Regions from separate parts of the Mus musculus genome. Here region 2 is linked to region 1. A link is a contact called in public Hi-C data. All regions are on one chromosome and are shown on one strand. Each heading gives the region's core, a stretch centred on a gene start, on an enhancer-like site or on the middle of the called end of the contact. The rest is flanking DNA. Distances are from core to core; before and after follow the strand shown. Region 1 overlaps Acoxl (acyl-Coenzyme A oxidase-like). Region 2 overlaps Gm36154 (a long non-coding RNA gene).

What was found. Hi-C and Micro-C count contacts between places; a contact is called where the count stands out from the background.
Region 2: a Hi-C map of bone marrow-derived macrophages shows a contact between it and region 1, with 26 read pairs. The contact joins two enhancer-like sites. A contact is called at or near these places in 1 of 484 Hi-C or Micro-C datasets (bone marrow-derived macrophages) and 1 of 115 datasets of contacts at active chromatin or transcription factors (bone marrow-derived macrophages).

The regions. Positions count from the first base shown.
Region 1 is chr2:127,981,989-127,985,958 of GRCm38.p6, forward strand. All of the region lies in intron 11 of Acoxl (acyl-Coenzyme A oxidase-like), which reads left to right. Among named protein-coding and RNA genes, the nearest start is that of Acoxl, 130 kb to the left of the region's middle. Within about 2 kb of position 1,478, at least 2 of the 459 cell types and tissues checked have an H3K27ac peak or open chromatin away from gene starts, as enhancers often do. A contact at or near this core is called in bone marrow-derived macrophages, where this site is marked.
Region 2 is chr2:128,444,362-128,447,976 of GRCm38.p6, forward strand. All of the region lies in intron 1 of Gm36154 (a long non-coding RNA gene), which reads right to left. The region is part of intron 3 of Gm29010 (a long non-coding RNA gene); the gene reads left to right. Among named protein-coding and RNA genes, the nearest start is that of Gm29010, 12 kb to the left of the region's middle. Within about 2 kb of position 1,255, at least 53 of the 459 cell types and tissues checked have an H3K27ac peak or open chromatin away from gene starts, as enhancers often do. A contact at or near this core is called in bone marrow-derived macrophages, where this site is marked.

The DNA of each region.
Region 1 (3,970 bases), core at 228-2,727:
AAGTGGCTAAGGACTAAGCAGTGACCACTTGATAGACAGGTGGACAGATGGACTAATGGACTGAGGGGAGTGAGTGGGTGTCCTGTGTATCTATTTTCTCTCATTCTTAGAACTTGAGATTGATTCATAAAACTTGTCCCCTTTCACCTTTCTGTGCGTTATTTTACTTCAGACAATTAAAGGATTTTGGAGTGTGTGTGCTTGTTCGTGTGTGTGCATGTAGAAGCCAGTGGTTGATGTTGGCTGCCTTCCTCAATCACCTTTTGTTAATGAGTTAAATTTCCTTTTGACACTTTTGATGGCTATGATACATCTAATTATTCTTACCCTTGCTGTCTTCTGTCTCCCGTCCATTACTGTCCATTCTGCCTCTTTCCTACAAACCCCTTTTCTACCTTTGTATCTTTTGTTTTGTTTTGTGACCCACTGAGTTTAAGCAAGGCTACCTGTAAAACTGTGGTTGCAGAACTATCCTTTAGAGCCCAGAAGGTATACAACTGAAGGCCATGATTTCTTCTTCCCCAACACCCATCAACAGCCAATAGTTTCCCCAGGGAGGGGGAGACCCTCTGAGTCCTTCCCATCCATGGATGACTGCTAAAAAACCCAGCTTTGTTCAGGCCCAGTGCAGGGGATCTCTGCTGCGGTGCGTTCATGAATTCTCTGTCACACTCAGAAAACAGTGTTTTGTAGCTCTTCTCTCCAACATTTGGCTCTTATACTCTTTCTCCCACCTCTTCTGGATAATCCCTGAGCCTGGATACATGATATAAATATTTAGGGCTGCATGCTCATCAGTCATAGCTAGAACAGCCATGTATCTCTTTCACTGCAAAGAGAAGCTTCTCTGATCCAGGCTTAGGGTGGTATATATCTATGCATATAAATGTAAATATTTAGAAGATAGTATTATGTGATGTCAACTTATGAAAACAGCAGCAGTGAGTCCTCCCGTCCCCACCCCAGGGCCTATGACCTTCTAGCCATGACTTTCTAAACAGGTTTAAAGTACCAATCATGAATTCTCTTCTTTGGCCTTAAGTCTATTCAGGTATCTGTCATTTACTCCTGTAACAGTCATGCCCCTATTGTTCCAGGGATTGCACTTGGCATGGCGGGTTGGAATTATGGCTTCAACTTTTCTCCTCTGGCAGCTTCTAGCACCTTCTAGCCAGCAGGAGGCATGCTAGCCAGGAGAAAGGGGGCTTCCAGTTAAGTTCCAGCTTCATTTCTCTATGTCCTGCCACCCACGTTTGTCCCACCTTATTTCTGGAGACTAGGTCTTTCTCTGAATATGGAGATCACTGATTTGGTAGACAGGCTGGTCAGTAAACTCCAGAAATCTACTTGCCTCTCCAGGGCTGGAATCACAGGGGCATTCACCACCCGCAGCTTTCTGCATGGGTGATGGGGATCTAAAGTTAGGTTCTCATGCTTGGACAGCAGACATTTACTGACTGAGTCATCATGACTTTTTATGGAGAAGTTGCCAGCCTTGGCCGTATGTCAGTCATATCCAAAGCACGAGTGCCCCACTGGCAGCTCCTTTGAGGGGATGACAAATGTGATGTCATGTCTAGTATGGGAGCAGGAAACTTGAAAAATTACATAGTGTGCTAAGATAGGAACCGTTCTGGCAATAATCTTTGCTGCTTCTCTCTTATCACCAGCAATCCTCCTAACCTTTGAGGCACTCCTCTTAACTTCTGGCTTTCATGTCTGGCACTAGTACTCAGCATGAGTGTTATCTAGGGAGGGCATGTTATTTCCTCAGTGAAACAATTTTTTTTAAAGATTTATTTATTTATTATATGTAGGTACACTGTAGCTGTCTTCAGACATTCCAGAAGAGGGAGTCAGATCTCCTTATGGATGGTTGTGAGCCACCATGTGGTTGCTGGGATTTGAACTCAGGACCTTCAGAAGAGCAGTTGGGTGCTTTTACACGCTGAGCCATCTCACCAGCCCCAACAATTTTTTTTATATATTTTTTCTTTATTTACATTTCAAATGTTATCCCATTTCCTTGTTTCCCCTCCAAAAAACCCTTATCCTTTCCTCCCCCTCCCCCTGCTCACCAACCCACCCACTCCCACTTCCTGATCCTGGCATTCCCCTACACTGGGGCATTGAGCTGGCACAGGACCAAGGGTCTCTTCTCCCATTGATGCTCCACAGGCCATCCTCTGCTACATATGCGGCTAGAGCCATAGGTCCCTTCATGTGTTCTCTTTGGTTGGTGGTTTGGTCCCTGGGAGCTCTGGGGGAATCTGATTGGTTCATATTGTTGTTCTTCCTATGGGGAAAACCCCTTCAGCTCCTTGGTTCCTTTCTCTAGCTCCACCATTGGGGACCCTGTGCTCAATCCAATGGTTGGCTGAGAGCATCCATCTCTATATTTGTCAGGCACTGGTGGAGCCTCTCAGGAGACAGCTATATCAGGCTCCTGACAGCAAGCACTTGTTGGTATCCACTATAGGGGTATGGGTTTGGTGACTGTATATGGGATGGATCCCCACCCCCTTCAGTGAAGCAATTTTAAAACCACATGCATTATGTTTCTTTTCCCAATTGCAAAAGCAATGCATCCTTTCTGTATATACCCACTGTAGATGTTTTTTGAAAATAAGAAAAGCACAGAGAAGGAAGGAAATAGATGCTACACCTGTGCTTCTAAGCAATGACACGTTTCTAAGCCACATTCTTTCTATGCACTGGTGTGTTTAAAGTTTTATAAGTTCTTGCCCCTGAGGCAGTAAGGACAATACTTCAGATTTCACGTATGCAGCAGTGTTAGTGTCTGGTAACATTTATGATGTATGTGTAACATAATTTAACTAACCAACTATGGTGGTTTGAAGATGTTTGGCCCATGGGAAGTGCTACTATTAGGAGGTGTGTCCATGTCAGAGGAAGTATGTCACTGTGGAGGCGGGCTTTGAGGGCTCCTACAGCTCAAGCTCTGCCCCATGTAGAAGAGCTAGTCTTCTCCTCGGGGCCTTCAGATCCAGATGCAGAATTCTCAGCTCTTGCTCCAGCACCATGTTTGCCTGATTCCTGCCATGGTGAAAATGGACTGAACCTCTGAAACTGTAAGCCAGCCCCAAGTAAATGTTGTCCATTATCAGAGTTGTCTTGGTCATGTTGGTCCCTTCGCAGCAATGGAAATACTAACTAAAATGCCAACCTTCAGTTATATAACAATCTATTATAAAAATATTCTAATACCTAACTTTGGTGCTAATTTGTGTGCATATTCTGCTTTTGGGGGAATACATATTTAAATAATACTGACACTGTGAACAAAGGTTATACATATTTCTTCTTCTATCAGCAATCAAAACCAAGGCCTAATAGTTTCTAGACCAGTGGCTTTCAAGTTCTCTTGATCATGACCCCCCCCCACACACACACAATAGAATTTTCATTATAATCCAGAAATTCCATACATATATACATACATGAAAAGTGGAAAAAAAATAGAAATTTTCATGTAATAACACTGGCCTTCCCATCCTGATGTGTTCTGGTAATTTCCTTTCATTTTAAGAAAAGCAGACCACCATGCATTACCTGGACTTCAGGACCTGCTGGTGTGTCACAGCTTGCTGTTTGCAGAGCATAGCCAGGCTCACTGGTCAAATCCCAGAGTCTTACTCTAGGTAGCTGGGGTTTCAACACAGAGTCCAGGAAGCTGCAGTGTTGGAGGATACATTGTCTAGTCCAGGCTGTGGGATGCCTTCAGTGACTGGAAGGTTTCTAATTTCACCCCCTTGGTACTTAAGATTTTGTATTTGAAGTTCAGGAAGAATGGGGACCCCAATTATCTTTTGAGAGCCAATACAACATAGTAACCATTTCCCCCCTACCTGCCTGAATGAAGCATCCGGCTGCCACTGCTGCTTTTGAGTATCCCTGCAGGAGCCTTGAGATCCTCAGACTCCTTTTGTCTACAAAGGGATATTTCCTT
Region 2 (3,615 bases), core at 5-2,504, 460 kb after region 1:
AATGTTCCCACGACTGCAGTGAATGAACACGGTTGACCTCGGGACCCAACACTGCAATGACATTTTACAATCTCACAGTTTCTCTCCCTCGGAGAGTGTAAATTTCCATCTCTGCAGCTAAAACCCACCTAGAGAACTTGGGGGTAAGAGCAAATCCATTCGTTTTATGTGAGTAGCTACAGCAGAGTAGAAAAAAGTATTCCAAGTGGGACCAGCTGGTGTGGGGCACCAGTCTCTGTCCTGTCAATAGTGTTCTTCATGGTCCCCAGCTCGCCCCGCTCCTCCCATCTGGACCCTCTAACTGTGAGTTATTGTGTGTTGCGGTGGGGATAAGAGGGTTAGTTCATGGAGGACCCACTGAGGCCTCAGAGGCATGTAAAATGTGACAAGCAAGGCCGTGGCATACATAATCGATCATGAACAAGCCCAGAGACGAGAGGGATTCCTTCCTGCCAAGATCCTTGGCCTTGGCAGAATTTGTGTGTGTGAACCCAGAGGCAGATCCCAGAATTCTGTCCAGGCCTTTAAAGCTTTCAAAGATTTGGCACCGATGTGACAAAACAACACAGAGAACAGAGTGGCTTCTACTCTAAAGTCTGCAGTAAAAGAGGTTTGGCAGTTAAAGGAGGAGGTGAGGTTTTAGTATGAGGCTTGTAGAGCTGTCAGTCACCGGATGAGTTCAGCAGCGGAGGAGAGTCAGACACAATGCTTAAGCAGTGAGCAACTCAAGGGCCCCAGAGAAGGCTTTGAAATGAGATGGCAAGACCTTGGGTCAAGCCTTCAGACTCAAAACATTTAGAGCTGGTTGTAACTTTAATTTAATTTAATTAAAAAAATTTTTTTTTTCTAGCCTTATTTTTAATGATGGTTCCTAAACACCTCAAGTGAGCTCCTCGGCAGCCATCACTGGCCACCAGTGAGAAAAACCCTAGGCCCAGATCTGGAGCCCACACAGCATCTTGGCAATACATTCTGCCCCATGTATAGGTGGGCCTGTAATACTTGTTCAAGTTCAGAAACTACGTAGGGGAGGATCTAAGAAAAGATCCTCAGTTTGTGGGAACTCAGGGCTGAGTTCTTCCTTCCACACCAGACCCTTCCAGCCTTTGAACATGGCAGTTGAACTCAGGACAAAGGTGGCGGGAGGGGCTCAGTCATCTATTCTTCATTTTCTAAGAACTTGGTATATCTGAGTTTGGAGAAGGAACACTTACCAGGGAAGTTGTGAAATTGAGGGAAATTACAAAATGCTCAGAGGCGGTTCCGGCCTCAGCCCAGATCTGTAAAAGCTTTAGAACCCTCAGATTCCGGAACTGGTCAGAGAGATGAGCAGGTGGCTAGTGGAGGCCACGCCATCCTTGGCCTGATCCTGTCTCTCTGGATAACAGGCCACAAAGCTGCCTCTGTGCACTTAATGTCTTTCTGGCTTGGTTTTCTAAGAGTAAAATCAACCCCACTGTACCCAGCACAGGAAGCCCCTGAGGACTGTCATTTCTCCTTCCTACACCTGGCAAAATGTGAATAAATTCCCCCAGCCCCCACCCCCATCCATTCTCTAAGCCGAAGATACAATCAGTCATTTGAACTTCCACACACAAGTTTGGACATCTCAGCGGAGATTTGCTTTCAAATCCATGCAGAAGAACACATGATGTCGGGAGGGGGCGGGAGGACCTGTTGCCCAAAATGTAGCATGCCATCTTCATGATATGGAATCACAGTCAAAACTGTGCAGCCCAGTGAGATGGTTCAGTGGGTAAGAGCACCCGACTGCTCTTCCGAAGGTCCCGAGTTCAAATCCAAGCAACCACATGGTGGCTCACAACCATCTGTAATGAGATCTGACTCCTTCTTCTGGAGTGTCTGAAGACAGCTACAGTGTCCTTACATATAATAAGTAAATAAATCTTAAAAAAAAAACTGTGCAGCCCAGGCCCCCTATAGCGTGCTGTGGCCTTGGGTCCACTTGTTGGGGATGAGAAGTGTTGTGGGGAAGGCTGCAGAGAAGCAGGCCAGGTTATCCATCTCTTCTTTTGCTCCCTTGCGGAAAGCAGAGGCCTCAAGAGAGGTTAAGATTAGAGGAACCAGTATTTCTGCAAGGGCAGCCTAGAGCAACCTTGATGGATTGTTCTACATGCATGAATCCACTGCTAAGCTAAGGTGTACTTGTGTGGATGTGGGTGTCTCTCCAGGTGATGTGTTTGTTCATATAGAAATGATACATATACAGTTCTATCAGGGTAGCTGTCTGTTTAGGAAAGATGGCTCCTCATTGTACAAAGAGGTTCTGCTGCAGAGTTCTTTTATAAAGATAGACCCCCAGCTCCTGTGATAACTACATTGTTCCACTTACCTACAAAACGAATTCCAAACAGTTGCCAACAACATCATGAACAGGCAGCCAGGTCTACCCAGATGGTCCTGTCCAGTCTGCCCTTGGGCCAAATAGAGTGTCTTAGTGAATGCTGGGAATTGATTAGTAGCCTGCCTTCAACTCCAGGGGTCATCTGCACTCACAGCACTAAGAGAGGCGGGTTGAGTGTCTTTTGTCTTATTCTCGGCTCTCTTGTTCTCCTGATCCAGGAGATAGAGCCGACCCTTGTCAGTCTAGAGTCACCTGAGGCCTGCAAGCAGACAAGGCCAGTGCTCCTCTTACACAACGTCATGGTTGCAAATGCAGGTAAATACTGGAATTGAGTACAGGTTGGATCTCAGCTTTAAATATTCTGCCAAGGTACCCTGTTTGGCCCATGGGCAGGGTGGACAGGGCCATCTTGTCCACAGAGAATTCTTCAGAGACCTATGGGCTCAGTCACACATATGACCAGACCCAGGGAGCTTCCCCTAATCTTCAAGCTACTGAGATACACATAGACTGTGATTCTCTCCAGAGAAGAGCTTGGTAGAGAGAATGATGAAGCATCCAACCAGGCATGAACCTACCAATTGTAGATACCATGCCAAACTAATGTAAAAACAAAACAAAATGAATCCCTCGTCACTTGCCGCAGTTCAGAGACCTGGCCCTGGGGTCATGAGACTGGGTGAGCTGGCCCTGTCCCTCACCAGCTGCAGGACTTGGGAGAGCGGGCCCTGCATCTCCCTTGGGCAACATGGTAGAGCTGGCCATGGTGGAGGGGATGGAGATAAGCCAGAGGGTGAGAGCACAGAAGAGCTGGCCCTTCATTTGTCTGCCCTGAGGTGGTGTGGGTTCAAGGGTGATGCCCACCCCAAGTCACCCCTCACCACCTGAGTTAGCACCGAGGACATGAGAGTGGGAGAGCTACCCTTGCCCCTATAATGGCTGTAGCCATTGACTATATATATTGACTGGGCAACACATTGGATCTGACCCGGATGGAAAAGGCACAGGCAAGCCAGCCCCAAGGGTGTGAGAGCAGGAGAGCTGGTCCAGCCTCTTGCAGCACTTGGAGAAGAGGGCCCTGTGCCTTGAGAGTAGAGCTGGCCCTGGAGGCATAGGTGCAAGTGAGCCAGTAGGAAGGCATGAGATGAGAAATGCTGACCCTGCCTCCTGCCGATGGCTGTGTTAGGCTGCCTAGTTTGGGCAGTGCTGAAGACCTTGCCCTAGTGGTGTGGATAAAAGAGATGGCAGAC